7 separate regions of the Mus musculus genome follow, and regions 2, 3, 4, 5, 6 and 7 are each linked to region 1. A link is a contact called in public ChIA-PET, Hi-C, HiChIP or PLAC-seq and promoter capture Hi-C data. All regions are on one chromosome and are shown on one strand. Each heading gives the region's core, a stretch centred on a gene start, on an enhancer-like site or on the middle of the called end of the contact. The rest is flanking DNA. Distances are from core to core; before and after follow the strand shown.

Region 1 (4,252 bases), core at 781-3,280:
ACACGTTTATTGGGAGAGCTTGATTGCAGAGGCGAAGAGACCCTGAGCCCAGAACTGGTGCTGCTTATATAGGCCTAGGAGAGGCGTGTCTCACACCCGGATTGGTTATGCACTATGCCTCATTTGCATGTTCCTCATCTGATTGGCTACTCTCTCTCTCTGTACCTCACAGAGCCTCATTATCATACCTCATTTGCATGTCTCACATCTGATTGGTTATACTCTCAAAGCCTAATTATCATGCCCGGGCCAGGCAGTGTTTTTGCAAAAAACTTTACTGCATATGTACACATTGGTTGTTTGTCCAAACTTATGCGTGGTGGCCAGCAGTAGTCAGTGCCACTCTGCAACGGCACATGTGGCTTCCCACAGTTTGTATATGCTCGGCCTAGGGAGTGGCACTATTAGAAGGTGTGGCCCTGTTGGAGTAGGTGTGGCCCAGTTGGTGGAGGTGTGACCTTGTTGGAGAAGGTGTTTAAGATCCTCTTTCTAGCTGCCTAGAAGTCAGTATTCTGCTAGCAGCCTTCAGATGAAGATGTTGAACTCTCAGCTCTTCCTGTACCATACCTGCCTGGATGTTAGCCTCTGAACCTGTAACCCAGCCCCAGTTAAATGTTTTTTTATAAGAGTTGCCTTGGTCATGGTGTCTGTTCACAGCAGAAAAACCCTAACTAATACAACTTATGACATGCAATTTTATGTATTTCTATGCTGCTTCAATAAGACACTGAAAGAAGGAATCCCTAGCCCCGCATCTACTACTCATAGTTACCCAAGACAGGTAATGATCTGGTTGCTAGGAAAAAAGAGCAAGGTCACATCTTCAAATTGACATGCTGATACAGTTAAGAGTCTTCAAATTAAGCATGGTTTTTCTCTCCCCTTCCTTCCTTCTTTCCTTCCTTCTGTCCTTCCTTTCCCAGAATTCAGTGTACTACTTCTGATGTTCAGTAATCACCCAAACCAATGGAAGTCTTTAATATTTTGCTGCTAGGGTTCAGGAAATCAGCTTTTAAGTTACCCTTCTCTGACTTTTCTTAGGTTTTTTTTTTTTTTTTTTTTTTTTTTTTTTTTTGGGTTTTCGAGACAGGGTTTCTCTGTATAGCACTGGCTGTCCTGGAACTCACTTTGTAGGCCAGGCTAGCCTCGAAATCAGAAATCTGCCTGCCTCTGCCTCCCGAGTGCGGGATTAAAGGCGTTCACCACCATGCCCGGCTGACTTTTCTTAGGTTTAAGGATTCTCCAACAGGGACATCGTCCGAGTTAAAACCTGGGTTTGATGGTACTTGGAAGGCAGAGGCAGGAAGATCTCTGTGAGTTCAAGGCCAGCCTGGTCACAAAGCGAGTTCCAGGACAGCCAGGGGGTTCATACAGAAAAACCCTGTCTTGAAAAAGCAAAAAAATTTTAAGGGTGGTGGGGTGGGTGGTGGGTGGGGAGGAAACCAATCTAAACAATTCAATTCCTTTTACAGTACCTGTAGGAAAGAATCAGGGCCATTTTCACTTTCCTTCTCCAGAATCCATTTTTCATTCTTCCTATCATTGTCCCCTGTCAGGCTGTGGGTTGACTGAGTTAAATCAGTTTAACTTGGAAGAACTGTCATTTTTACAAAGCTCCCTCTTTTTTACTTAGGACTATGGTAAGCCTCTTCGTGAGTTCAAGTTTAATTTTTATTCTCAGGTAGGATTCTGCAGTTTTCTTCATATAATGTCTAGATTTTTCTTAGTAGAGTTATTACTTGTTTTATGTTCTTGTTGCTACTGTGAATGGAATCTTTCCTCCCCCCTCCCCACCCCCCCATTCAAAACTAAACCCATAGGGCGTTAGGATCTCTATCACTCCTTTCGGCTGTGAGACTCTATGGTTTTCTTGGTTCTATGACAACATTCTATTACCGCCTACATTTTCCGAACCCGAAGGAAGGCGGCAACAGCGAGTACCTGCGCCAAGGTTCCCTCTATCTGGCCTTTGTTCTCCGCTCGATGGTACTGCGCATGCGTAGTTGCCTCAGCACGGTCCCCGCCTTCCCGACCGCGGGCCCAGCTCCGTAGCGCCGGCGCACTGGCGCGCTCCGTTCACACGCTCCGCGGCCTGTAAGGCACCGCGAGTTCCGGCTGTCGCCGTCACCGCCGCGGCTCCTGGAGGTCGGTTGCGACGAGTAACGGCGCCGGGACGAGCCCCGCGCCTTCGTTTCCTATATGTATCCGAATTGGGGCCGGTATGGCGGGAGCAGCCACTATCCGCCGCCGCCGGTGCCGCCGCCGCCGCCACCGGTGGCGCTTCCCGAGGCCTCGCCGGGGCCCGGGTACTCCAGTTCGACGGCTCCCGCGGCCCCTTCCTCTTCAGGCTTCATGAGCTTCCGAGAGCAACACTTGGCGCAGCTCCAGCAGCTGCAGCAGATGCACCAGAAGCAAATGCAGTGCGTGCTCCAACCCCACCATCTTCCTCCGCCCCCGCTGCCACCCCCGCCGGTGATGCCCGGGGGCGGCTACGGAGACTGGCAGCCGCCTCCGCCACCGATGCCCCCGCCACCTGGACCAGCCCTCAGTTATCAGAAGCAGCAGCAGTACAAACACCAGATGATCCACCACCAACGAGATGGGCCTCCGGGTTTGGTTCCAATGGAGCTGGAGTCCCCTCCTGAATCTCCCCCTGTACCTCCAGGATCCTACATGCCCCCATCCCAGTCGTACATGCCTCCACCTCAGCCACCACCCTCGTACTATCCCCCTTCCTCCGCTCAGCCCTACCTGCCTCCTGCTCAGCCATCCCCTTCACAGTCTCCACCTTCCCAGTCCTATCTGGCGCCCACTCCTTCTTATTCTTCCTCGTCCTCCTCACAATCATATTTGAGCCATTCCCAGCCCTACTTACCCCCTTCTCAGGCCTCTCCTTCCCGCTCCTCCCAGGGCCCTTCTAAACCCCAGCTACCACCACCACCGTCCATCCCTTCTGGGAATAAAACAGCTATCCAGCAAGAGCCTTTGGAGAGTGGGGCCAAGAACAAGACTGCTGAACAGAAGCAAGCTGCTCCTGAACCAGATCCCTCTACAATGACTCCACAGGTAAGCACTGTGTCACATCTTTCATTTAGGCTTTACGTGAGCAGGTCTTGGGCTTTAACCAGCTAATGCCTATCGTAATTCCAACAGCCAACGACTAGCCCATTCATACTCCAAAGATCCCCTAAGAGTCAGCCCTGAAAGCCAGGTTTTAAATTGACCATAGATTACCAAAAGAAGAGTAAAGATAAGACTAGGCACTTGAAGTTGTAGTAGGTTGGCACTAGATTTATTTCTCAAATGTATGCCTTAGTTTTCTTTGACCAGCATTCAGTATTTATTGTTGCACAGAGCTTTGTTTTAATTTTTTTTTAAACTAAGATTTTCATGGGGAGGCAGTATAAAAGAAAATTCTTAAAGGACTGATGTTTAAATACATGTAAATATTGACCAGTTAATTTCTTAGGACCAGCAAAATATGCAGGGGCCAGAGATAGCTGTCTGTTTCCAGAAGTGGGTTCTCAGCACATAAAAGATGGAAGTCTCATCATGACATCCTAACTGATGTTGTGAGTTCATGTGGACTCCATAGGCCTCTAGAGACTTGATCCTTGGAGAATCTGTTGTTATATTTCAAAACCATCTCCTAAGGATAATTTTGCCGCATGGTGAATTTGCTACATTTCATTATTATTACCATTTACTTGAAAATAATAGCCTTGGAATTTGGCTGAGGTTTTGAAAAGAAAGTTTTGTGATGGCTGCTCCTGTGAGAGCCATCCCAAAACTTTTTGACAATCTGTTTTGAAGATGTTGCATTCCACAGACCAGTAAGAGGATGACAGGGTTGCAGGAACATAGAAGTTGGGCATGGAAACCTGTGCCTCCATCCAGTATTTGGTCAACAGAAGCCAGAGGATGGGAGAGTTTGAAGCCAGCCTGGGCTACATAGTGAGACCCTGTATCAAAAATAAATAAGTAGGAATAGATCATCTATTGTGACTATTTGACCTCATCTACCTTAAATTCACTAAGAATCTTATGATATTCAAGCTCAGGGTAATGTATAAGATTCCAAAAGGTAATTGTTTATTATTGTAGTTCAGTATTTAAGAGAAGCAGGGTCTGCACAGGAGACACTCACAGGACGGTAGAATAAGTGATTTTGCTGTCTTATACCAAAGTTACATCAGCTCATGAGGATTATTTCCTCCAGTTGCCCAGTTCCTTCAAGCTAAACTATGACCTC
Region 2 (4,252 bases), core at 1,173-3,672, 830 kb after region 1:
AAAAAAAATGCAGTGGGTGGAAATGTCAAATCTAGCACAAAAGACATAGTGAGAAGGACAGAAGAAATGGGGGTGCGGACATTTCTATAAGTAATCAAATGGATTTCTGGGCAAGCTTGTGTTCCTGCCAATGCTCGGTCACTCTAAAGAGGGTGAACGACCAGTACACCTTGCAGCAAGTGGCACCACATTTACCTTTGCTCAACTAATCCTCCAAAGCACAGCATTGCTGTAAGTCAGAATTCCCTCCACTTGCCTGGAATCAGTATTACGCCTTCATCTCTTCATGCCATCCCTTTGCAATACAAATAGCTCAGGGTGATTCAAAATCTACTCAGATACCTGGACACATCCTATCAAATGTACAGAAGTTGCATCATACACTTGAATGGAAACCATAGTGTAACTGTCTGACTAGTCTTCTTAGTTTCCCTCTGCATGGCTCCCAGACACATCATGTTTCATAAACTAAAACAATCGAAAAGACTTGGAAAAGACCTGTCATAGCTTGATGTTGGGTTTCAAGAAAAGTACATTAGCTATAGTTACGGAACACTTGTGTCCTACACTTATATGTGCCCCAAGTATATAACATCTTATTTCACTCACTCCCTACATCAGGATAGGCAGGCACTATTAGTATTTCCACTTTACAGATGGGGATCAGAACCAAGAGCTAAGTGATTTGCTTAGGTAACATAGCTAATATGTGGCTGAGTGCCAGGGTCTGTGGACTCTGTTGCAATACTCCCTCATAGAATGTTTTGATAAAGTTCTCATCTTTTAAAAAATATTTACTTATTTATTTATTTAGAGACAGGGTCTTACTATGTGGCTAGTCTGGAACTCTACATAGATCAGGCTGGCCTGGAACTCACAGAGATCCATCTGCCTCTTCCTCCTGAGTGCTGGGATTAAAGGTGGGTGCGGCCAGGTGCAGCAAAGTTCCCATTTTTTGAGGAAGCTGGTAGGAGAGAGAGCTAGGTTCGGTACTTTTTGTTTAGCTCAAGCCTCGCTGAGTAGTGATTTCCATCAGCTCTAAAGGGATCCCACAGAGACAATTTGTCATAGCCACCATCATATTGGCCCTTCATTTACCTATTGTCAGGCTAACTGCTTTGGCCTGAAAGCTGTAAGAAACTATCAGGCTTCCCTTATCACTGTGGTAATGTTTCAGTATGATTCCCTACTACCCAGTGTATATAGACATCAAGTGAAGTGATGACGAAAAACCAACTATAAAGGGCTCCAGGAGAGAAAGGGTGGACCCAGAGGAAAGAGGTCTCAAACGGGGACTGTCCCAGTCTAGAGATGCTGGGGTGTGCTGATCTTCACAGACACTTACAGCATATGCCAATCTACTTCTTTTTACTTTCTCCTCTCAACACCAGCTTGGGTTATTTAAAAATCCCCCCAGCCCGCCCCCGCACACACTCCCTTTCAGTAGAACGTAGAACTTACACCCTCCATTTATTTCACAGATCTTAGAAATCCCAGAGCTGATGAAAACACACCAGAGCATTTCTGTATGACTCTACCAATTCTTTAAACCCATTCCCTTGGAGTTATGAGGTGGAGAGAGAGGTGGGGTACACCCTTGCCCAGGTCAGCATGGATGCGATACTAATTAACAATCAATAGAGGCAGACTCCTATCCTAGCTACACCACTCATATCTGAGGGGTTCAGACAAGCCAGTGAGACTCTAGAGACTCGGTTTTCTCATCCGTAAAATGGGGATATAAGCCTCTATCTCGAGGGTTACCCGATAATACATGAGGAAAAGTGAAAGCTCGTTGCAGAGCTAGGTTCATAACGACTGCCCGTTCACTCACCCATCCCCAGAATTGACCAAATCTCCATTTTCCTAGCACCTCCTCTTGGACATCGTTTCTAGACTCCTCCACCACCACCTCCGGTTGCTTTCCAGGCAACCCCCACTTTCCTAAATTTTGCAGATAGTTTTACTCGGGTGCTACATCCCACTCCAAATTCTCCTACCTGACGATCCAGTACTACTGCAGCAGTATCAGCAGCATCCGCAAACCAGCTCTCCCTAGGCCAGCTCCGGTCCCAAGTCCACCTGGGCCACTTGTTCCCGCCCCCTCCCTCAGCCCAGCTCCAGGATTGGGTTGTTTTTGTCAGTCCTCGTTCTGATTGGCTACGCTGGCTCAGTTCGAGCAGGCGATAGGGAGTGAACTCCTTTGCTGCCAATCAGCAGTTGCCGCCGCCTGAGCCTCTTCCTGCTACGCCGCTCACGCGGTAAACCCTTCTGTCGAGCGTGGCGGAACTCTGAGTTTGGAGTCAGTCTTTTAGGGGTGGGGAAAACGCAGAGAGAAAAAGGAGCCAAGAAACCTTCTGGTGACAGCCTGGGTTGGCTCTGGTGTCTGAGCGCGCCGTGGTGACGCCATCCGTCAGCGCCCGCAGCCGAGCGTTGTTCGCGCCGCTGGCGGGCGCCTGCGCAGTGGCTCTTAGCGGGCGGTTGCTTGTTGGTTGTTGTAGTAACGGGGGAAGCAGCCTTCGGCGGCTGCGTTGATTCGGGCTGGGGAAGGAGGAGGGAGGTGAAGCAGAGCGTGGTCCCCGCCTGCCGGCCCCGAGCCGTGAGAAGATGAGACAGGTAAACGCCTGCGCCGGCGCGCTCCGGGGAGGTGCGCTCCAGGGTTAGGCGGGCGCCGCTGCGCTTCCCTCCGAGCTCCGGAGCAGCTGTTGGCTTCCGGGCGTGCTGGGCAGAAGCGCTGCGGCAGAGTCGCCGCGTCCTTGCCTGCGGAGCTGCCTGGGGTTGGGGTGTGCTGGGCTGGAGCTGGCGGCTGGTCCCTGTAGGGGCAAGGACTTCCTGAGCATTTATCTCGTTCTACTCTTCAGGGAGCCGAGGAAAGGTGGGCATCCCTGAAGGTTTTAACTTAAAAGACTCTCAAGCATTTTTGGGTAAGGTCGAGAAGTTCCTTTAGGAATCACCCGAAAAGAATCATTGAGGTTGTTTGGTATTACTCATTTCTGCTGAAGATGTGTAGGGTCGGGGTTAGTCACTGTTGCTGCTTGCTGCAGTTGCTTTGTTTTTGAGAGTCTTATTGTATAAGTCAATGCACAGACCAGCAAAAGCTTGGAGAATTGCCACGAATTGATTATCTTTGAGTAGTGACATTAAGGTTAAGCGTTTTCCCTAAACGTTTCTATTTTCTCTATAACGAACATGAAACTTTTTCTCTATGGAAAGTGTTTGAAGTTAGAAGCCTGGGAATTGGAGATTTCCTAATTTTATGTGTCTACTTGATATCCGGATTAAAATGTGTGATTAAAAAAAAAAGTACCAATAATTAGAGTATTTGACTTCCCCTTTCCCCGGCCATTTATGTGATCCCTGCTGAGGAGAAATATTTTCACCACCCTTTTATTAATAGTTCGGGTGATTTGGTTTTCCTAGAAACATAACAGCTTATTCTGTTTGCTTGTGGTAGAGTCTGTATAAATATTGGCAAGGGTTTTGAACCTTGGATTTTTATTTTGATCCTGGTCAGATTTGTTTAGCAAAGAATTTTCTAAACATAGGCTTATCAACTGTCCACATCAGTGCCCTAAAGCCTCTCCTTTGGTGCTTGCTCTTTTATTATATAAAACGACTCAAATTCAGTAACAGCTTTTTAGATACAGCAGAGACAGTATCTGTTTGAAAAAAATTTTGTGTCATACCCTTTTAATCCCAGCAGAGGCAGGCAGATCTCTGAGCTCTAGGCCAGCCTGGTCTACAAGTGAGTTCCAGGACAACCAGGGCTACACAAAGAAACCTTGTCTTGAAAAACAAAAACAAACAAACACAGAAAAAAAATTCTTGATTTTTGTGATATGTGAGGTGCACTGTGGCAGAAGGTAAGCTTCTAGAGACTGGAAAATACTCAGGAATATATTTCTTTTCATCTTAAAGATCATGCAAAAAATCCTGAAGTATGCAACTGCATTGTCTTTGAAGTCCTTTGACTTTCTTACAGGAGTCTGTGCCATCCAAATTGTTTGATCCAGTGAGACTGCAAGGAAGAAAGGTCTCTGAGGCCTCTGTGTGCTGACTGTATGACAGACCCCAAAGGAGATGCCAGTTGTGATGGCCCGGGACCTGGAGGAGACAGCATCGTCCTCAGAGGACGAGGACCTGGCCAACCAAGAGTGAGTGACAGTCAGCCCGCCCTTAAGGGGGGGGTTCCTTTATTCACCTCCAGGTTTCCTTCTTTGTGTTGCCTGGCCCTAGCTTCCATCTGTGTTTG
Region 3 (4,252 bases), core at 535-3,034, 710 kb before region 1:
TTGGGGCGAGGGACGCAGACTGTGCCACAGTTTGTTTGCATTAGGTTGGGGGGAGAAAGGTTGGCACCTCCCTCAAGTTAAGTCTGGAAAACATTTATCTCTGGCACCGGTTAAAGGATGAGAGACAACGCAAAGCTGCAGAGAAGGAAGAGAAGGGGATCCTGAACTCACAGCAAAGGCAGAAACAGAAGGACGTATTTGCTCTCATTTGGGGACTTGTTCCTTTACGTTTAGTTCCTTCATCTTGGCGCTTGAGTGATTAATCTCCATTTCCACATTAGTAAAATGGCAGTGGCCGCAACCTTGAAAATAAAAACCAAAGCCAGTGCTGGCACCTTCAGTCCAGGCACTCAGAAGGGAGAGGCAGGTGGATCTCTTTGAGTCTAGGCCAGCCTGGCCTACAGAGTGAGGTCCAGGATACCCAGGCCTATGTAGCGGCACCGTGATGCAAACCAAACCGCACCACACCACACCACAAAAAATAAAAATAAAACCATATCAGGAAAAAAATACCCATATGATACATGGTACAACTCAAGTCATACAAACGACTGTAACCCTTAGTGTGAAGAGAAAATTCAGAAGGGAGGAAAATAAATAAACCTGAACTCCTCCATGCAGTTTTTGAACATCTGAGACCTGGAGAAAAGGGGACTTCACATCAAAAAGGGCCCAAACTAAGTTTCTTCTCTTTGAGTTTTAGATGTAATCTATAGTCTCCCTCTGTTTTCTGCTATCACTTTTATTGTTTTTGAGCGTTTCCTCTTTCTCTGGTTCACTCAGCTGACCACCAAGAGATCAGATCCTGCTGGAAAGTTATTTGGAATGTGGTAACAGTCTCCTACCCCATTCTTCAAGTTTTCCAAACGAAGTGAAAATGTTCAGATGTTCTGTTACCCGGGCCTCCAGTCCATCTGATGGCTGCCCATTTGCCGGCGGTACTGGTATTTTTCAGCTACTCTTTATACCAGAGTTAGAGCTCCGCGATTAGCCCTTGCTGGAATACAGTGCTAAGGGCGATTCCTACAGCCGCTTGATTAAGTCCGTTAGGGTTTGCAGTTCCTGGAGATCCCAAGTTATTCTAGAAACAAACCACACCCGATAGTGACTAGTCAAGTGGTTCTCAAACCATGAGTTTCTAGCTTCTTGGGGTCCCCTTAGACCATCGGAAAACATTTCCATTACGGGTCGAAACAATAGCAAAATAACAATTATGAAGTAGCAATGAAAATAATTTTATGGTTGGGGGGGTCACCACGCACGAGGGTCACAGCATTAGGAAGGTTGAGAACCGCTGCTTTAGTCCTCTAGATCTCAGCTTGTTCACCTACAAAACAAGGGTTAGACTTGATGCTATTTCTCACTGTGATTCCCCAACCTAAGACTCAGTGAATCTAACATGAATCAAGTTTCTTCCAGAGGCTGGGGCTGGCTGTCAGGGCGTCTGCCTAGACCGTGCCAGGACGCGGGTTCAACCTCTGGGGGCACAAGAGGACACAGGGGACTTGATCTGAAGTCATTAGTTAATTTGCTCTCTTGGTCCTGGAGGCGGGGTCGGCCACGGAGCCCTAATGAGGTTAACTTATGGATACTCCTTGCCTAGACTAGCAACGTATCCTGTGATTCTCACCAACCTTGGGGACCAAAGGATCGCGTATGAACTTCAAAACCCCGGCCCTAGGAGACGAGAGGGCAAGGAGGCCGGCTTAGTCCTGCGCTTGCGCAGTGTGGTCCTAGGGCTAAGGTCGTGCCGCCAGCTGACCCTTCGCTGTTCATCAAATCCCGCGAGATCTCAAACTGACAGACACGCAGGGGGGCCACTGTATCGCTGCACCGGAAGCTGGATTAAGCCCGCAGAAAAGGAGGAAGTGCCGAGCCAGGGTGACCTGTGGGCGTCCTCCTCGAGCTCCGGGCGACACCGGCGGTATAGCTTGGGACGCTAGACTAGGGAATGCCCCGTAACAGGTGCTCTCCGTTTTGTAAGAATTCCGAGGGTGAAGTTTGGGCGCGACTGTGTTTGAGGTGCTTCAGATTTGAACATCTATTGAGCGCCTACTGTGTGCCACGCATAGGGGTATACTTATGTCATGTTGAAAAACCTCAGCACCAAGAGGTTTTGATCCTCTTGGTGCTGAGGATCCAGGAAGTCGGCTTGAAAATGTGAGATTACTAGTAATTTCTGTGAAAGTGGTTAGTCGTGGGAGCCATAGAGGAAGGTTGGCTTTCTGAGGTGGACATTTGCACACGATGGCATAGACAGCACAGGGAAGGTCAGCAGAGCCCTTTGTGGCAGAATGGTTGAACAAAGTACGGCTAAACAGGAAGTGTGTTTTATTAAAAGATATTGGGGATAAGTTGTGCGACCTTGGACAAGTTATTCAGCCCCTGTATGGCGTCTGTGAAAAGGATAGCATGTTTGCAACTTCATGGCGGTGGTGTTTGAGGACGGAGTTGTATTTAAGCAAGCTGATTAATAATTTATTTTCTTCTGTATTGGGAATTGAGTCCAAGATCAGCCTTCCACCTCCCCTATGCATGCTGGGCAAGAGGTTTTTACTACTGGGCTATATTGCCAGACTGTTTTTCATTTTTATTTTGGGACAGGTTCTCACTAATTTGCCCAGGCTGGCCTTGAATTTGCCGTCTGTATTCCATCTGCCCAATAACTGGGATTACAAATGTAAGACGCTACCATGCTAGAGCATGTCAACTCACCCAGTTCTGGGATGCCTGGAAACATTCAGGAAATAAACTATATGACCCCTCCGAGGTCCCACCCAGCTAGAAACAGAACATGTCCTTTGCCCTTGTGAGTTCAGTGAGCTTTTCCTTACAATAGTCTGCTACACAGATGCTTAAGGCGTATTTTTAATGACTGTCATTGAACCAGATCTTTTGGTGGTATTTTAGAATGGTCGAATCAATTAGAAACCCACTTTAATTTAACAGCAAATGGGGTTTACTGAGGTCTACTCAGCTCTGCCTCCATTATGATGCCTCCTAACCCACTGCCCTTCAGGTCTTGAATGTGATCTTTATTTTAGATGGAGAACCTGTGAGTAAGTCATGGTTGATTTTGTTTGTTTGTTTGTTTGTTTGTTTTCGAGACAAGGTCTCTCATATCCCAGAATTCTGGCCTTGAATTTTGTTATGTAGTTAAGTCTGGCTTTGAACTCATTCCTCTCTCTTCTACCTCCCATGTGCTGAATTACAGGTGGGAGGCATCACACTGGCTCTGTTATGTGTATCTAGAGAAATAAGGCAGAATGCTGAAAATGGAGAACAGATAACTGTCACCGTGTGATGCCTAACACTGACTGTCAACTTGGGGGGATCAGAAATCACTGAATAGACAAGTTCAAGGTGTACCCATGAGGGATTGGCTTCATTTTAAGATGACTAAGGTGGGAAGATTCACCCCAAGGCTGAGTAGGACGATTTTTTAGGTTTGGGTCCTGGACTGAATAAAAACGACAAAGCCAGTTGAACACCAGCATTCCTTGTTCTGGTTTTTTTTTTTTCCCTAAAGACTTATTTATTTTATGTATATGTGTACACTGTAGTTGTGAACCTTCATGTGGTTGCTGGGAATTGAATTTAGGACCTCTGTTCACTCTGGTTGGCTCTGCTCATTTATTATTATAAATAAGTGCACTGAAGCCGTCTTCAGACGCACTCATTACAGGTGGTTGTGATCCACCATGTGGTTGCTGGGAATTGAACTCAGGACCTTTGGAAGAGCAGTTGGTACTCTTACCCACTGAGCCATCTCGACAGCCTCGTTGTTCTTTTTCTTGACTGTTGGTGTGGTGTGAGTGACTGCTTCAAGCACCCAGAGTGACTTCTCCATGACGACTGTGCCCTTAAACTGTAGCCAAAATAACCCTTGTCTCCTCTGCCTTCAGTTGCTCCTGTCAGGGTATTTTATCACAGCAATAGGAAAAGAAACTCAGGCAGTTGGGCAGCAGTCCTTTGATTGAAGATTTAGCCATCACAGTACAGGTAATAACCACTCAAGGACAGTCTGACAGTTGTAGCTGAATAAACTTGGTTTTTAATTTTTATGTGATTTCTATACATGGTGATTCCATAGGCAGTATCTGTGGCTGGGTGTAAAGAGATGCACTTGGAGTCTGCACCCAGTTGGAGGGTGTGACAAGGGACATGCTGGAACTCAGGAATTTGAGCACCTAGCAGCCATATCTCCCCACTATACTAAATGATGTGACGAATAAGATGTAGACAGCACTGC
Region 4 (4,252 bases), core at 1,208-3,707, 710 kb after region 1:
AAACTACAGAGGGTATTTCATCCTCTGGAAATGGCTGTTAGAAAATGCAGGAAGGTGGGGCTGGAACTATAGCTTGGCACAGGCTGCTCTTTCAGATGGACTGCAGCACCCACACAATGGTGTGCAACCATCTGTAACTCCAGTTCCAGGGGATCCGACGCCTTCTTCTGGCCTCTACGAGCACCAGGCACATCTGTGGTGTACTGGCATGCAGATACGCACATAAAATTTTTTCAAAGAAAATGCAGGAAAGTCAAAGCACTGGAGAGCTGGCCATGAACAGAGCAGAACAGAGCTGTAAGGCATATGCCTGGGGAGTCCCTGCTGAGCCCCCCGCATGAGCTCAGGCTGGACCCCAGCCAGGCAGTGCCAGCTGCTCCCAGTCTCTCTCCAGCTCAGCTGCCTGGGGCTGAGGGACTAGCCTGGGGATTCCCCTGTCACTCAGGAGCTCTGAGTGACCTCCTCTGCAGCCCCTCCAATTGGGGATTTCCCAGAATGTTCCCACACCTCAACGCCTCCTCCTTAGCCACCCCCAGCTCTTGATAGATAGAAGTGGCATCAGGTGACCCTACAGGTGAGGGAGGATCAGCTCGAGGGAGGGAGGGAAACTGGGAGGTTGGCCAGTGAACTGAGCCTGAGACAATCTAAGCTCACAGGCTCCCAAGGCAGGAGGCAAAGGACGGGTGTTTGTGCTGCAGCCTACAAGCTGTGTGGTCTCCTGACAGGTTGCTTAACTTTTCTGTGCCTCAGTTTCTCCTCTTTTGTAAAAGGGTGTGTTATGCAGTGGTGTTACCAAGATTAAATATGATGATAGCTATAAAATATACAAAAGGGTGGGTGTCATGAGGCATATTCCTTTAACCCCAGCACTCAGGAAGCAGAGGCAGGCTGATTTCTGTGAGCTTATGACCAGCCAGGTCTTCACAGTCAGTTCCAGTCCAGCTAGGCTCCAATAAGACTCTCAAAAAAATAAAATATGTGTGTACCATATATGCACATCTATTTAAATTGTGGTGCCAGACACACCCATAGGCACATGCACAAAAATATCAAAAGGCTTGGGGAGGAGATTACAGGCGCTAGTCTACTAATACATCTAGGTAGCCAATTTGGAATCTGAAATATTGGAAAATTCAAGGGGAAACTGGAGACACCCCCATTCCTGTAGCTGTCGACATTAGCTGCCCAACGGGCACCCCGTGTAGCCTATAACCACCAAATGGCAAGGTTAACCCAGATCTAGTTAGTTAGAACCTGTCACCAACAATACTAGTCCTCCCTGGAGGACCCAATGTCAGGAATAGCAGGCTCCAGCTGAGGATCTTTTTGGACTAGTCATCTTGCCTTCAGGCGAAGCAGCTGGCATCCAATAGGAAAAGAGAGTCCTCCTGGGGCCACGCAGCCAAGACCACCAATGATCACCATGGTCATGGAGCCAGGGCTGGCTCATGTTGAAAGATGACGCTTCAATGGAGTGCTCTTCCAGGGTGGCAGATGGAAGTGGGCGATTCTGTGGCTTCAGGGGCGTGGCCAACTCAGCCCGTGGTATTATGTGATGTTGTGCTGCTATCCCTTGGGAGGGCACTGGGGGCACAGGGGGCTGAGGACTTCTCGTTGCTCCTATAGTCAGACCCTCAATACAGGAGAGGCAGAAAGGAGGAATCCAGTGGGAGCCCAGATCTTCCTGGCTATGGGTCTTTGGATCCAGCATTTGAAGTTTTTGTGCTTCTGAGGAGACACACATGAGGACCACAGCACCTCTCATAACTGCTGCCACCAGCCTGTTTTTAGGGACCCAGGCAGTATGGTTTTGCTCCAGGTCTCAATTGGTTTCCTTGGTAGGATGGCTATACTGACTGCAGCAGCCGTTGTGAGAACCCTGATGGGCCTAACCACATTCTGAAAGGTGAAGAGAGCAGGCTAAGGTGGAGCAGGGAGGGAGGCAGGCTCGCTTGATCTCCACACTGCCTAGTAGAAGGACATTTCCTTCACACACACACCCTCACCCCTCTCCCTCACTGAGTTCCGTCCCTTCTCACACCCGGAAGTTGGGTAGGGGTATAGTCATTGTCTTTGTGGATAAACAGCTGACCCCAACTGTCCCTTTAGCTAGATGAGTCCTCTCCAGAGGCCCTGCTGCCCTCTACAGCTTAGAGGGATGGGGCCCAAAGCAGCCACTTCCTCCTACAAGTCATTCTTTCTCTAGGGAGTGGCCAGTGTCTGCAAGGCTCCGAGCTTACAGACATTCCTCTTGCAAGCAGCCGTCTGGCTTTAAGAGGTAAAGACACACTTTGCCTCATGGTGAGAGGCAGCAGGCAGTGGTTAGTCAGGTCTACCCCAGCGTGGGCTTTGGCATCTGTAGGCCCAGGAGGTGACAGGAGAAGGCCAGCGGGAGCTCCGCAGAGCGCCTGCTAGTGACTTGCCCTGCAGTCACTTCCCGAAAACTAGGCCGGCCTCTAGGCGGGGAGACGATCGGAGCCCGCCCACCCAGTCCGTCCCTCCTTGCTGCCTTGGGGTTTGCCCAGGCTCTTCGGAGCACGGAACTTACAGTAAATGGTGTAACCAGTGGAAACTCTCAGAGGGGGCGAGGAAAGGGCCAGGACTCAGGGCCCCAGTTCCCGTCTTAGCATACCGCTCCACCAGGTTCATTTCGCCCACCTTTCAGTAACGGGGCGCTGCCTTCCTGGTAAAAGGCTGACCTCCCTCTGGGATGTGCCAGAAAACAAAAACCAGCGAAATGCCCAGCTGGCCTCAGCCTGCAGGAACAGCAGCAGCCAGGGATTGAGCATCCAGTTGTCGGCTTCCCTCAGCCCGCTTGAGATGGGGGTTTCCTTTGCACCAGACTAGGGGCCCTGGTTAGCTCAGAGAGCATTCAAAGTGTCGCTGAGGCTCAGCGCCTTCCCATATGACCTTCAAAAGAAATGGAAGCTGTCTTGATGAGCAATGTCAGGGTCCTCTGCTCCTCCACAACTTAAAAGAGAAACCCCGACTGTACTGAGTTTCCGTGATTGGCAGTATAGCTGATAAATCCCATCTCTCCTTAGCCTGCAGCTCACTCCTGCTGGATCATTTAGGGTTAATTTTAAATGTCAAGTTATCGTACATCTGCTAACCACTATACTTTTGAGTCAACATTCTCATGCCAACAATTGATGTTATCAGCCAGTCAGTCCACAAACACTTAAGTTCACTTGGAGCTTAAACGGGCATTTAATACATGCTTAAATAATTAAAGCAGGCTTTAATTATTTGTATCATATTTAATAGGGTTTTTAAACTTGCCCGGGCGTTAAAACGACCTAAGACACCTGTTAAAAGCTCAGATTTCCAGAACTGAGGTGTTGGCTCCGTTGGTAAAGTGCTAACGGAGGACCTGAATTGTGTTCTCAAGCACCCATATAAAAAGTGGGGCGGGGGGAGCACGTGGCTGGAATGTGGGCGATGGCGAGATTGGAGGCAGATCCCTGAAAGCCCGAGGGCCACTGGCAGTTCCAGGTAATGAGACATCCTCTCTCAAACAAAATGTGGACGGTGCCCGTGGGAGTTCTTCTGACCTCCATGTGCGTGTCACACATGCGTGCACCTGCACCCATACATGTGTGCACACACATGGAAAAGAAAAGCCCAGATTCCAGAGTCCAAATTTCTTCCCAAATCCCAGATCTGCAGAAGAGCTGCCTGCAAGCTTCTGGCCTGAAATGAGGTTCCTTTGCCTCTCAGGGGACTTGGGGGAGGCCCCCAGGACTTGGCAAGGTTCTGTTTATTCAGGTCCGGGAACCCCATTATCTGGAGAAGTTGTTGTTTCTCAGCAACTTCTATGCCCCAGTGCTGTGGTGGCTGGTAAATGACGCAGTCCCCACAACACTGGAAGACATTTCTGGACCAAGCGCTTGTTGCCTCTGCACAGAGTACAGGGCTCCTCCTTGTTTGAAGTTTCACCCTCTATGGTTTTAGTTAGCCAATGTCAACTGTGGTCTGAGGATACTGAATGGAAAGTTCCAGAGATAAACAATTCATACGTTTTAAAATAACTCCAGCTATAGTATACTGTCATAAATGTTCCATTCTGTGTTTATTTATTGATAATCGCTTCCTATGTTTAATAAACTTCATCAGAGATTTACAGGTGTAGGGAAGCTCATAGTGTCTTCTGGGTATTGTCCAAGGCTTATGGATGGTTTGGAACAGGATCGCAAAACCCAGGAGGGAGCAGAATAGAATGCCAAGTCCATCGTAGATCCTCAATATTCAG
Region 5 (4,252 bases), core at 1,263-3,762, 690 kb after region 1:
ACACTACCAACGTCTGCCCACCTGGGGGAGGCAGCAGGCTTGACCTTACAAGTCTTCAACTGGGTCTGAGTCAAGAGGTGGACTGTATCTTCAGCCCACTGAACATTGAGCGACTTTGTGACTTTCTTTGGTCAATAGGATGTGGTAGATGGGACTCTGAGCTAGACCTGATCATGGATGTTGGCAGGTTCTGAGTTCTGCCTTTAGAATCCGGCACCTGCCAAGGGAACAACAGGCAGGATGGCTGGGAGGGTGGGGTGGGGTGGGCCAGGGAGAACAGACCAGTCAGTTACCAACCAACTCAGCAGCTGAGAGGTCTGGATGAGATCAGAGCTACTGTGGCCTTCTGGAATCTTCTGAATGACCTACAAACTCAGCCAAAAGCATGCCTGTTTAAAGCTCTCGTGAAGTCCTTGGTATGTTACACAGTGGAAACTTACTGATAAACTGTCTCGTTCAGGGGAAAAAGTCAAGTGTTTTGCCTGGCACATGGTGGGTGCTCAGGGGACGCTTGATTAAATAAGAAATTCCCAAATGCAGTTTGCCTTCCAGTGAAGAAAATAAGTTCTAAAACAATCAGCGGCTACGATAAGTGCTCTGAAACAAACAGGCAGTCGCAGTGGCTAGATCTGAGGATCTAGGGAACGGGGCACGGGCCTGTGGTTGGTTCTCTGGTTACTTTAGAATGAGGCAAAACTCCTCCCAATTGACTCCAAGAGCCTTGAGAGACGTCCCGGCTGATCCACGTACCGAACTTATCCCCTACCAGTCCCCTGCCACTCTCAGGACCTCTGATCCGGAGACACTGGGCTCTCTGGTGTTCCACCTCAGGTGTGTGCCTGGACCTTTCTTCACTTAGCCTCTCTGCTCCCCCTCAGGTTCCTGCTCACGTGTGACCCCTTCACCAAGCCCTTCCTGGCCAGCTTACAAAAGTGGCCACTCTTCGAATTCTCCTACCCTGCTCTATTTTTATCTGTGACACTTGACACTCCCTGATGTATTATGTCAGCTCAGTTGTTTTACCTGTCTGCTCTCACCACTAAATACAAATTCTACAAGGATTGACTTTTATTATTATTATTATTATTATTGTTATTGTTATTATTGTTATTATTATTATTTTGATAGGTTTGTCCTTAGAACAATATTGTCGTCAGGCAGAATTGTAATCAGTGGATACAAAAATGCTTTAGGAGCCATAACATATTGTCAGCCCTCAGATTAATCGAGGTGAGCATTTGAGCCACACTGGGAATAGAGTAAGAGCTTTTATTTTAATATGTGTGCGTGTCTTGCCTGCACATATGTATGTGCCCCGTGTCCATTTCCTGGTACCCGAGGAGTCAGGAAGAGGACCCCTGGAACTGGAGTAACAGATGATTGGGCCACTGTCTGGATGTTAGGACTAGATCCCAAGTCCTCTGGACGAGCAGCCAGTGTTCCTAACTGCTGAGCATCTTTCCAGTCCCCAAACTTTAAAAAAAAATAGCCAAAACACTGGGATGAGAATGGGACTGTTCACTAAAGCGACAAGCGTGTTCGTGTCATGGGACACATGCCAAACACCGCCACTCCACAGCATGCTTTACAGAGTGGGGGACATTCCTATTCAAATTGTCATCCCTCATTGCAGTAGCCCTGAAAGGTAGTAGGTGGGGCAGGTTTTAGGTGTGTGTGTGTGGTGGGAGGCTGGGGGGGGGGGGAGTAGGGATAGGGAGTCACTGGATTCTCATCATATCGATCTGACTCCAAGTCCAGAGCCTCTGTCCCTCATTTTGACGTTCTCTCCTTGTTGGGTTATGACGTCACTGACTTCTGAAGACTCAAGGTCAACCTTGAACTCCTGAAGGAGCCCCTCCACAGAAGGTAGGTATCCTTTCTCTAGGGAGAATGAAAGTGTCTTGCTAAGAGGACAGGGGATAGATAATAAACTTCTTTAGCATCGATTCCAGAGACTCCCCGAGACTCTCAGCTAGCCCCAACGTCTTGCTTGGTCATCTGTAAAAGGCAGTGCCCTCCTTTCTTTTTGTCCCCAGCCCACCGAACTGTCCTATAGGTGAAGGAGGAAGGCCGGTCATAAAACAGGATGGGCAGTTGCTTTCGGGTGAAACCCAGAAAGGGTCCTCAGGCTTGTCGCTGACTGTATTTAGATTTAAAAATCAAGGCCTGTGACCTGGAGGCTCTTTCCTGCTGCTCTCTGCCATGTTGACAGCAGAGAACTTGCTAATTCTGGCCGGGGATTTTCCCTGTGTGGCTGTTTTTCTTCTTTATCTTCATCAATTGAAGAGCGCTCGCTCTGCCTTTCAAACTGCCTGCCGGAAGATACTGGGGGTTTGTGTATTTTTTTTTCTTTCACCTAATTCTGTGGTCTTTTCCCAGATGTGTATTTTCTCTCTACCTTCTTTCTAACTTGTTGACGTTTCCGCCCATGTGACTTCCAGCTTGAATTACCAGAAACCACAAGAGAGGGCCTGTGCGCAAGCCCCAAAGCAGCGAGATGTCCCTGTGGGGAGCAGTCCCTCTGCACCCGAGAGAGAGGAGGACGCAGGGGTCTGTCAGAGGTTGCTGTTGGGCAAGCAGGGGAGGTACCTGTGGAAGGTGGTGTGCTGGTGGCCCCCTAGCAGTCAAGAAGGGGAGCCAGCTAGTGAGAAGATCGCCCAGAGGCATCTGGGACGGTGTGGGAGAGCCCGGAAGATTAGAACCATGCCTCACAGCTCCGACAGCAGTGACTCCAGCTTCAGCCGCTCTCCTCCCCCTGGCAAACAGGTACCCCCTTCGTCCCCCTCCCCCACGCCCCGCATGCCTTGCCTTCTGATTTTCCTGGGGTGGTAGAAGAGGGGTAGGCTCCCTTGTCCTGCCCAGGGAGCTCTGTCTGGGGAAGGAAGTAGCTCGTGGCAGGAACTCTCTAGCAGACTCTGGACCGTGTGGTGTTTGCTATACAGAGGTCCAAGGGCTGAAGCTTCGCATCCCGCCACAAAAGCCTCTCTTTCCAAGAGGTACCCCTCGTCTCTGCCACTTAGGTTCCCACCGTGAAACTTTCTAGGAAGCTGGGGGCAGGGTGAATATCACAGAGCTTAGAAGTATGGTCAACCATAAGCAGAGGAATGTTCCAGTAGATCGCTGCTTCGGGCTCCACCCAAATCCTAGAGTTGTAGCTTTCCAGGAAAAAACCAAGCAAGTGGCAAGACAGAACCGAGGTCAGGGAAGAGAAATATAGCAAATCAAAGCAAGGTAGACAGGAGGAGAAGAGTGGCAAGATCTGCCTGCGGATTGCCTCGGTAACTCCAGCAGTCCGTGGGAAGGGAGGCTAAAGCTACAACCTGTATCTTTCCCCCCCACCCCCCATGTGGCTTCCAGATAGAAGAAAGAAGGCCATGGTCCAGGAGGCGTGTCAGAGACTTTCACTAGTAGCTAATATCATCCCTGAAAAACCAGGGATGGAGGGAAAGATTCTGAGACTCTTAGACTCTTGACTGATACCAAGCCGAAATGTCTCAGACTGAAAGATGCCTCCGATGGGATGCCTTTCTCACCTTGTGGTTTCTGGGTCTCTCTACCACGTTCCTGATGCCCCTTGTTCTAGACATTTCTCCTCCTCATCCAACATAGACCCACGGATTAAACTTTTTTACATCTCATCTTAAAAACTATATTCTTTCCTTAGCACACATATTGGGAGGGGCTCAGAGGTAGAGTGTTTGGCTCACACACATCCAGGGGGCTGCAAAACGCTACAAACAAAATAAACGTAAACTACCTGACCACCGGCTCCCACATCTGTCACAAGCCCTCACCAAAAGCCATACTGGTGAAGACCTCAAGAGGGAGATAGTCCCTCGCTCACGATGGTATCAGAGCAACTCAGACTGCCTGGAAGATGGTACCCCAGTCTCTTCTTAAGAAGGAAATTACTCACAGCTTCCATGGCAACCTAGTCCCTTAGCACATTAAAGGAAGAATATATCCTTGCCCTCTCTAACCCAATGTCCGTTTGCTAGAATGACCTGGAAAGTTTGAGTAAAGAGGGAAGGGAATCAGAACCTGACCCAAGGGTCTTTGCCCCTCAGGCCAGTGGAGGTAGGTGACAGGGTGGGGGTTGCAGAAGGGCTTCTCTTCCCTGATCTTCTATAGGAGATACTTAGAAAGCACTCAAAGAGCACTGTGTCCTCCAAAGCACCCGTCAGTGGCTCACTAAAGCAGGCGACCTGCACTTCATAAAATGATTTGGTGGTGGTGGTGGTGGGGTTACCTC
Region 6 (4,252 bases), core at 741-3,240, 680 kb before region 1:
AGTTAACATTTGTTGAACTGGTAACATTTTTACCATTCTTAAACTGAGTATTAGAATTGAGAAAGCCTTTCCATATTTTTGATGAGAGACTTTAAAAGTCTTTACCCGAATGTTTGTCTGTACACCACATGCATGTCTGGTGCCTACAGTGGAGAGTGGCTGGAGAGGGTATTGGGGCATTGGATCCCCTGGAACTGGAGAGAGTCTGAAGCCACCATGTGAGTGCTGGGTTCTAGAATGCAGATCCTCTGGTAGAGCAGGAGATGCTCTTAGTGTTGGCCACCTCTCCAGCCTGTCTGTACTTAATGGCATAAGTACATAGGATTTCGGGCAGCATTGGGAGTATTTACAGATTGTGGAACAGTTTGGGGTAGGACGTTTTGGGCTGGGAGTGGTCTGAGAAGATAAATGAGTGGTTGGGAGTCTCCAGAGACAAGGTTTACATCCAGGGATGATGTTTGTGTTCTGCCAAACAACTAATTGAGTAGCAAGCCTAACAACTTACTACGTGCTGATAAAAGCTTGTGTTTATTTTAGGAATTTTTTTTTAAAGACAAGAGTCTGTTAGGTAGCTTGCTATGTAATCCAGGCTGGCCTGGAACTCAAAGATATCCACTTGGCTGTCTGCCTCCGAGTGCCAGTGTTAAAGGCCTGTATCCCCATTCTGGGCTTATACTTTGGAGAACTAATAGATATAAACATCACTAAGAGTTTCACTGATGAAAGTGAGTCGGAGTGGTCAGGGCAGAACACTGATCAGTACTCTAGGGGCTCTGAGGTCAATCCCCAATGGTACCTTCCCACAACAAGCCCCAAGTAATCAAGCTCCAGAAAGCTATAGGATTAAGTAAATTAACCAATGGTTATAGACATGACTATTCCAGATATACTGATGTATCACATTTGTTTTCTTAATTTTCTCAACCTTTAGAAAAATAAAACTGGAGATGTTTTCTGAGTATGACTTATGACCACTTTTTTTTTTTACAGTCAATATATTTTAGAGGCAAAACAAATTAGCAGCCACTAAATCAAATTTTGCAGCGTTCTAACCTTGTTTTACATACTTTCTCTGGACCCCAGTTTTTCTTTCTGAACAGTTCTTCATCTCTTCATATAGTGGTAACTGGTAAATCTTTGTTTTTTAATCCTTTCTTAAATTTTAGGATTTTAGCTCCTAGTAAACATCTCCTTGCCACCCCAAGATTTTTGTCCCAGATACTGTGTAGGCCAGTTGTCCTTGTCATGGCCATCCTCAAATGGGATCACAGTCATGCTTCTCAGTGCGCAGGACAAACTGTATCGAGGAAATGTTTTCTCCCGGAACATTTTGTACCAAAACTATGACTCCCTAGCTCATCCAGACTCCTGGCTTATCTCTAACTTGAAAATGAGCGCCTTCAGAGAACATTATATCTCACAGGCACTATCTTTAGTCCCCTACTCTTCCACACCGCATCATGTTTTGTTGTTGTTGTTGTTTTTTGTTTTTTTGGACAAGGTCTCAACTATGTAGCCCTCGTTCACCGGGAACTCCTGGAGTACTGGGATTGCTGGAGTTACAGGCGTGTGCCACCACTGCAGATCTTAAGTTTCATGCAGTCAAACTCGAAAGTTTCAACAAGAACTATTATCCAGCTTGGAACTTAGTTATCTGAGCCCTCAGTCAGTGCATCCAAGATCTCTGGAGAATTCTTAAATGTTTCTAACGCTGTACGTGTGCCTAAATTCACACCCAGTCCTAGGGGCAATGCAAGGCTTGATTTCCAGGTCCCTCTTTGGGCCATGAACATTTCAGGTGCTCTTCATGGGCTTTTGGTGTTTCGGGAGCTGTCACAGGTCCTCAGCTCCGGAGAAAGCTACCCTCCACCCCGCGCCGTCTCACCCATCCCAGCCGCCGCGGCCCCTGCTGAACAGCTCCGCTCAGCGGGAAGGCAGTGACGTCACGGCTAGACTGCACTGACCTGGTTTCAGATTTCGCGGACCTGAGAACCCTGAAGGGCAGACAGGAGGGGACGGGGCGCTGCGGTTCCTCGGCCGGGAGGGAACCCTGTGTGTGTCTCGGGCTGTGTATGCGTGTGTATGTAGCGGGGAGCGAAGGATCGCTCTCAAGCAGCGGCCCAAGAGTCAGCGCCTCCTCCTGAGAAACACCCGCGGGCGGAGAAGAAAGCGAGTGGGTATGTTGATGGGGGGCGGCCAAACTTCCTGTCCCGCTCTGGAGCTGCTTCCGGCGGGAGCCGGAAGACGCCGTGTGTGGACGGGATTCGGGGCTGACTGACGGACGGACGGCTGCCCGAGACTGGAAGGTGAGCTCCAGGCTAGTGTAGCCACCCCCGCTCGGGTAGGTGGTCCCGCCGAGAAAGGAAGCCACTTATGGGGTCTGGGGATCTAGAGCCGGGTTCGCCCCCGAAGGGCGCAAGGAAGCCGTCCCCCCAGACTCCCCCAGGCGTCTAGCGGGCGGGGAGCGACCGGTCCGAAGCCCGGCGGCTGCGGCCCTAACCCCTTTGGGGATCTGGGGCGCACCGTTTCTCCTCCTTTGCTTGTTCTTGAGGGAGGGAGCTTGGAGACCAGCCTGCCCCCCCAGAACGCGGGAGTCAGCGAGTCCCCCGGGCGGAGGCTCCGGACTGCACCCGCGGCTGGGCCCGCCCGCAGACCTAAGGGCCTTCGGCTGAGGCCTTTGTGCTGGCGGGAAGGGTTGACAGCGGTGCCCTGCCCGCGTTTCACCCAGGGCTGCCGGCACCTTTCCTGGGTCCACTCTCTGCCTTGGGCTGGAATAGGGAAGGGACGTCTGCGGACCAGAGCCGGACCTCTGGGGTCTCCTTTGCCTGTCACCTCAGGCCCGTGTGTGGGCAGCGAGTGTTTGCAGCCAGGATGTGTTTTGCTCGTTCAACTTGTTCTCTGAAGTTTCTCAAAAGAAGACGATCCAATTAGTTTATTAAACTTTATCTCACTTGCTCATGAGGCTCTGAGATGTACTTAGGAACCATTTGGGAGTGAAATATTATTGATTTGGGGTTAAGAGTTCATACATTTACATTACATTAGACACAAAGATCAGTGGAACATATGTAAAGAGAATAAAACATAGTTTGAGGTCAAAACGCGCAATTCTGGGTGTTTGGCGTTGAGAAATTACACTTTGTGGCAGATACAGGGCAGCCAAGCATCAGAAAATGTGGTTCTAATTTGAGCTTTGTATCCCAGTAGGTGTCAAATTTAGGTAAATCCCACAATTTCTAAGGTTTTTTTTGGGGGGGCAGTGGGGGGAGGAGTATGTCAGTGAAGAGGTTTACCGTTAAGGGCTGGCCATTATTCTGAGATACTAAACTGCATATGGAGAGTGACAAGCAGAAAGATACTGAGAAATCTAAACAGCATCACAGGAGTCACTTTGGGGTCTGGTTATTATTAATTGCTGGGATTATTAAAACATGTAGGATGAGAGGCACTGCTAGGTAAAATTTGCAGCTGAGTGGGAAGATTGGGCAATAAATAAAAGATAATTCAAGAAGAACAGGTTTGGTAGGGGAGATGATAATCCGTGTTTAGACATGGTTTGGTTTGACATGCTGAGGATATATATGCAGAATTAGTCCATAAGCAGTTAATGAAAGTTTGGAATTGAAAAGTCAGAGTGAAGGGGTAGGGAATTGGGTATCATTTGTCATGTTATTTATCCTCTGAATTATTGTCTGAATATTTATCCAGTGCTCACTGGAAACCTGTATGGCAGTCATTTAAACTCACAATAATGACTAATTTAGAAGTGGGTAGTGACGTCAGGGTTTCTTTTTGGGAAAATGTAAAATTAGCCAAGTATGGTGGTACACACCTTTAATCTCGGTACTGTGAGGCATAAGCAGGAGTGGGAGTTGAAGGCCAGCCTCAGATTCCTGTAGAGTTCCAGGCCAGCTTGAGCTATGCAAGAGCCTGTCTGAACCCTTCCAGCTCCCCCTACCCACCCCACCCCCCAAACATCAAACAAACAGAAATGCTCGTGTGTGATTTCGGAACTATGACTACACTGAAGACAGTTTACTGTACTTTTCAAAGTGTGTAACAGGACCTGGGCTTAGTTCCCAGCACCCCACATGGTGACTCATAACCTACTACAGTTCCAGAGGGTCCATGTCCCTCTGCCTCCATGGGTTCTGCATGCACATGATGTATAGACATGTAGGCAAAATACCCATGCATAATACATAAACATTAAAAATCTTAAAAATGGGTGCATTTTATGTTATGTGAACTG
Region 7 (4,252 bases), core at 915-3,414, 630 kb before region 1:
GCATAATCCTTTAGAAGACAGAACTGTTAGTAAGTCTGCAACTATGGTATGGACCCAGGAAAAGCACTGCCGCTTGGTGACCTTGCTCCTGCCCTTGGCTGTATCTGCTAGGCAGAGTACAGATGCTCTTTCACACATGATGCATCGTCTATATCCAGATAAGTCCATTCTAAGTCACAGTAGTTTAAGTAAAAACGTACTAATACATTAACCTACTGAGCAGGGCACTTAGAGAATAGCTATTGTTCACACTCCTGATTGTGCAACTCACTAGAAATAGCAAGTCCCTGGACACTGTGTCACCAAAGCAGAGAGTGTATCCTATTGCTATTTAAAGAAAGACTGAAATCTAGAGCTGGGAATTTAGCTCTGTGGAGAGCACTTACCTAGAATGCACAGGACCCTGGACTCAGTCCTCAGTACCATAAAAATAGAAAAATAAAAGTATGGAGTATTAGCCAGGCAGTGGTGGCGCATGCCTTTAATCCCAGAACTTGGGAGGCAGAGGTAGGCGGATTTCTGAGTTCGAGGCCAGCCTGGTCTACAGAGGGAGTTCCAGGACAGTCAGGGCTAAACAGAGAAACCCTGTCTCGAAAAAACAAAAAAAAAGTATGGAGTATTGTTTCTACTGAGCGCATGCTTGTCCATCATTATAGTGTGGAGAGCAATCTGAACCACTGAGGTTGGGGGTGTCTGACTTTGAGTGTTAGGGTGATTTTTATTGTCTCAGTTGAGTCTTGTAGTGATAGAGGGAAGGTGGTGTGGCTGGAGGACAGTGGCCTGAGATGTCCTTAGAGTGGTAGGTACAAGGCCACCAGTGGACTATTGATGATTAGTGGCAATTGGAGCAGTCCATCTGAGTTAGAGATAAGTGTGTGCTCTAACCCTAGCTCTGCTGCTGAAGAACATGTGATCTAGAGCAAAACTCTCTCCTTCCCCTGCCCCTCTCTCTCTGTTGTGACAGGGTCAAAGGGCGACCTTGAACTCCTTATCCTTCTGCTTTAGTAATTTGAGTTGTTGGGATTACAAGTTTGAGCCATAATGCTGGCTCTTTCGTTTTAAAAACAACTTTATTGAAACACAATGTCCATAGTGTACAAGTGAGCCATTCAAAGCGTACTCTCCTCCAGTTTCTAAAACAGCCAGGGTCATCTAGCAATCACAGTAGAAGTCAGACCATTTTCACCATTCCTCTAAAGCAGTGTCCTCAACTGTTCTAATGCATCGACCCTTTAATACAGTGTTTCATGTGGTGGTGAGCCCCAACCATAGTCATTTTCATTGTTAATACTGTAATTTTGCTACTGTTATGAATTGTAAGGTAAATATCTGATATGCAGGATGATCTTAGGTGAAACAGATTGAGAATCTCTGCTCTGAAGCACCAGTGTAGCATTTAATTGTCACTTATATCCCTTAACCCTCCCACATCTTCCTCTCAACCTGTCAGCCCTAGGCAACTACCAGCCTACTTTCTGTTTTCAGAGATTTCGGGGCAAATTGCTTAACCCATCTCTTTTCTTTTCTAGAAAATGGGTTTGAGAGGATACAACACATTAAACACATTCAGTTTAATGAATTTTAATATATTTGAAGAGCTGCGTTTCGGTGCGTTTTCCTTACTCTAAAACGACAACAAAAACCTTGGAAGCTTTTAGAAGTCTCTCCTCACCTCCTCAGCCCTTTTAGAAGTCTCTCCCTGTTTCTCCTCACCTCAGCCCCATGCAATGACGCGCCCCCTAGATTTGCCTTTTCTGGATAATCATATTAAGATAGAGATCGCTTTTAAGATTTTCAAGGTTAATTCGTGGTTTGTTATTAGTACGATTCCTGATATCAGAGCCTGGTACAAGACACAAAAGACCCACGTCCCCCAAGACTGGTTCTCTAAGTGCCCAAGCGCTGCCAATTTTAATTCTTCGCCCTTTGATGACACGCCCCTGACTCTGTCTCCACGGCAACGCTAAACAGTTTCCACTCTTGAGGATTCCTTGCTGAGGCATCCGACTTCCTCCTTTCTCCACTCACCTCACGGCTCCACTCGGCGCACTCAGGACCTCCCGCAGTCCTCCCCACAGTCATCTTCCTAACTAGAGAGAGAGAGAAGCAGAGGTGAAAGCAGCAGTGACAACCGTGACAGCGGCGCCGGCGGTTAGGTACTGCTAGCCACGCCCCTTCATGGCTTTAGCCTTGGATTGGCTTCCAGTCTTTAGTCTGTTCCGCCCAATGAGGCAAGAGCGTCTTCTGATTGGATAATTTTCTTCAACTATTTTATTTCCGGTTTTGAAGACAGGGCTAAAACCACACAAGGTTGACGACTGCCCCGGAAGCACTTTCCAGGACCTATCAGGGAGAAGTCCCGGGCGCGGGCGCAGGCAGGAGTCATTATGGCGGCCCGCATTGGCTCCATGGCAGGCTTGCTCTGCGTTCGCTGGTGGAGTTCCGCGCAGCTCGCAGCCAGAGGAGGCCCGCTAGTTGCCAGCCAGCGATGGGCGGGCTCCTCGGCAGACACCGTGTACGACGTGGTGGTGTCAGGAGGAGGCCTAGTGGGCTCTGCCATGGCTTGTGCCTTAGGTAGGTGCATCTCGACCGCGGGCTGGAGGATCTGGGCTGTGGAGGGACGGTACTCACAGTGGAGGTCGGGACGCTGTCCAGACACCTAACGTGCCTGACCTGGTGCTTTGCTCACTGTCCTTCCAGGGGAGTCCTCGGGAATGGCATGGGTTCTGCGGGATCACAAGTGGGCGGGCCTTTCTAAGTCAGTCTGACCCTTGAGAACTGTCCAGGATTGTTTATGAGCACCTCGAGAGGCATCGGGCTTTGTAGTATCGGATGGTAGATCGGATTGACCTCGAAATCACAGAGATCATCTTCCTCAGTCTTCTGAGTGCTGGGATTAAGGCCCGCGCCCCCACTCCTGGTCTTAAAGCTGCTTTATTAAGATAACATTCATCTAGTTATAAGTGCTCCCACTTAAAGCGTACAGTCCAATGAGTTTTTAGTATTTTTGCAGAGCTATTCAGTACCTACAATAAGTTTTATTACCGTTTCCTTACTTTATAAAAAACCAAAAAGCAAAAAAATAAAAAAAGACTTGGAATTCATTAGATGTCACTCTCCACACTTCTGCTCACCTTCTCAGCCCTACAGACTCTCCTACTTTCTGTCTATAGATTTACCTTTTCCGGATAGTTCTATGTAGTTGGAGATATACTCTGTTTTAAAGGTTAATCCAGGTTGGAGTCTGTATCAGACAGCTTTTGTTTTGAGAGCTGATGCCATCCTCAATTGTGTTGAAAGTATGCTTGGTTTTCACTTTTGGCCTGTAAAGGAATGATGCTAGTAGGGACATTCTGTGTGCAAACTTTGGTGTGAACAGTGTTGATCATCTCGAGGCTATTCTCTAGTGAAATCTCTGGGTTATGTGGCAATGCTGATGTTTTGAAGACCTGCCAGACTTTGAGAGAGTGCCCCAGTTTATGTTATCATTGACAGTAGATGAATGCTCAGGTTTCTCCTGACCCTGACAGCACTATCTGCTGCCTTTTTTCTTTGTCCTCTGAAGTTCGTAGGAAGTGGCTTGTGTTTATATTTCCCTAATGACCAATGGTGTGGAATATATTTACCAAGTGCTGGCATGATGTAGCACCGTTTCTGGGCCCTTCGAAACTTTAGCATTCACATTTTGGTGGCTCGCTCTTGTGTTAGGTTTGTGTGTATGTTTTCCTTTGTACTGCATCCTTCTCTCGCTCTTTTCTGAGCGTCACGGGGAAGGAAGACAGCAGCTCTTTTACTAACGTTCACACACAATTCTGTTTTGTTATTGTTTGCTTTTCTGTCTAGCAAAGTATTATATTTTAAAACTCAGGAGTGACTGTTAAAATCATGGTAGTAAAAAGCATGGTGTTTTTTGCAGGAGGATCAGAAGTTCAAAGCCATCCTTGGGTTACATAGAATGCAAAACTCCCAAAACAAACAAAAATATGTGACTAAGGTATTTCCAATAGTCTTTTTGTTTGTTTGTTTGTTTAAAATAAGGTGCTGTGTAATCTTTGCTGGTGTGGACCTTTAACTGATCCCGCTGTCTCTGCCTCCCAAATGCTGGGCTCCCAAGCACAGGCTGTTACTCCCGAGTTATAAAGGCGCTTACTGACTTTCCCCCTTCAGTCCCCTGTTTTCCATAATTCTTCCTAAAACTCACAACTAATTGTTGTTTTAGGCTTGAGTTTCCCTCTGACATTTGAGTTTGGGA

Evidence for each region. Hi-C and Micro-C count contacts between places; a contact is called where the count stands out from the background. ChIA-PET counts read pairs in DNA pulled down with a chosen protein or histone mark. HiChIP or PLAC-seq counts read pairs in DNA pulled down with a chosen protein or histone mark. Capture Hi-C pulls out chosen DNA fragments and counts their contacts.
Region 2: a contact with region 1 is called in an H3K4me3 HiChIP or PLAC-seq map of pro-B cells, with 3 times the contacts expected there. The contact joins the promoter of Erg28 here to the promoter of Ylpm1 in region 1. A contact is called at or near these places in 4 of 39 promoter capture datasets (hippocampal neurons, liver and pre-B cells), 2 of 484 Hi-C or Micro-C datasets (CD4 T cells and effector CD8 T cells), 1 of 115 datasets of contacts at active chromatin or transcription factors (pro-B cells) and 1 of 9 other capture datasets (liver).
Region 3: a promoter capture Hi-C map of pancreatic islet shows a contact between it and region 1. The contact joins the promoter of Ptgr2 here to the promoter of Ylpm1 in region 1. A contact is called at or near these places in 2 of 115 datasets of contacts at active chromatin or transcription factors (bone marrow-derived macrophages and large pre-B cells) and 1 of 9 other capture datasets (pancreatic islet).
Region 4: a contact with region 1 is called in an H3K27ac HiChIP or PLAC-seq map of microglia, with 5 times the contacts expected there. The contact joins the enhancer-like site here to the promoter of Ylpm1 in region 1. A contact is called at or near these places in 5 of 39 promoter capture datasets (liver, neutrophils, pre-B cells and 1 more) and 1 of 115 datasets of contacts at active chromatin or transcription factors (microglia).
Region 5: an RNA polymerase II ChIA-PET map of memory CD8 T cells shows a contact between it and region 1, with 5 read pairs. The contact joins the promoter of Batf here to the promoter of Ylpm1 in region 1. A contact is called at or near these places in 5 of 39 promoter capture datasets (liver, neutrophils, pre-B cells and 1 more) and 1 of 115 datasets of contacts at active chromatin or transcription factors (memory CD8 T cells).
Region 6: a contact with region 1 is called in a Hi-C map of B cells, with 5 read pairs. The contact joins the promoter of Zfp410 here to the promoter of Ylpm1 in region 1. A contact is called at or near these places in 1 of 484 Hi-C or Micro-C datasets (B cells) and 1 of 115 datasets of contacts at active chromatin or transcription factors (embryonic stem cells).
Region 7: an H3K4me3 HiChIP or PLAC-seq map of pro-B cells shows a contact between it and region 1, with 3 times the contacts expected there. The contact joins the promoter of Fam161b here to the promoter of Ylpm1 in region 1. A contact is called at or near these places in 1 of 39 promoter capture datasets (hippocampal neurons) and 1 of 115 datasets of contacts at active chromatin or transcription factors (pro-B cells).

Annotation. Positions count from the first base shown.
Region 1 is chr12:84,994,291-84,998,542 of GRCm38.p6, forward strand. It overlaps Ylpm1 (YLP motif containing 1), which reads left to right and starts at 2,031. Exons shown (of 21, transcript NM_178363.4): 1 at 2,031-3,066. The coding sequence starts at 2,200.
Region 2 is chr12:85,822,471-85,826,722 of GRCm38.p6, forward strand. It overlaps Erg28 (ergosterol biosynthesis 28), which reads right to left and starts at 2,423. Exons shown (of 5, transcript NM_021446.3): 1 at 2,001-2,423. It overlaps Ttll5 (tubulin tyrosine ligase-like family, member 5), which reads left to right and starts at 2,450. Exons shown (of 34, transcript NM_001081423.3): 1 at 2,450-2,616; 2 at 3,983-4,154. The coding sequence starts at 4,081.
Region 3 is chr12:84,283,512-84,287,763 of GRCm38.p6, forward strand. Ptgr2 (prostaglandin reductase 2) reads left to right here and starts at 1,785. Exons shown (of 10, transcript NM_029880.3): 1 at 1,785-1,965.
Region 4 is chr12:85,703,229-85,707,480 of GRCm38.p6, forward strand. All of the region lies in intron 2 of Batf (basic leucine zipper transcription factor, ATF-like), which reads left to right. Among named protein-coding and RNA genes, the nearest start is that of Batf, 19 kb to the left of the region's middle. Within about 2 kb of position 2,458, at least 326 of the 459 cell types and tissues checked have an H3K27ac peak or open chromatin away from gene starts, as enhancers often do. A contact at or near this core is called in liver, microglia, neutrophils and 1 more, where this site is marked.
Region 5 is chr12:85,684,208-85,688,459 of GRCm38.p6, forward strand. Batf (basic leucine zipper transcription factor, ATF-like) reads left to right here and starts at 2,513. Exons shown (of 3, transcript NM_016767.2): 1 at 2,513-2,766. The coding sequence starts at 2,704.
Region 6 is chr12:84,314,869-84,319,120 of GRCm38.p6, forward strand. It overlaps Zfp410 (zinc finger protein 410), which reads left to right and starts at 1,991. Exons shown (of 12, transcript NM_144833.4): 1 at 1,991-2,306. It overlaps Ptgr2 (prostaglandin reductase 2), which reads left to right. Exons shown (of 10, transcript NM_029880.3): 10 at 1-964.
Region 7 is chr12:84,359,664-84,363,915 of GRCm38.p6, forward strand. It overlaps Fam161b (family with sequence similarity 161, member B), which reads right to left and starts at 2,165. Exons shown (of 9, transcript NM_001358283.1): 1 at 2,029-2,165. The coding sequence starts at 2,082. Coq6 (coenzyme Q6 monooxygenase) reads left to right here and starts at 2,305. Exons shown (of 12, transcript NM_172582.3): 1 at 2,305-2,574. The coding sequence starts at 2,388.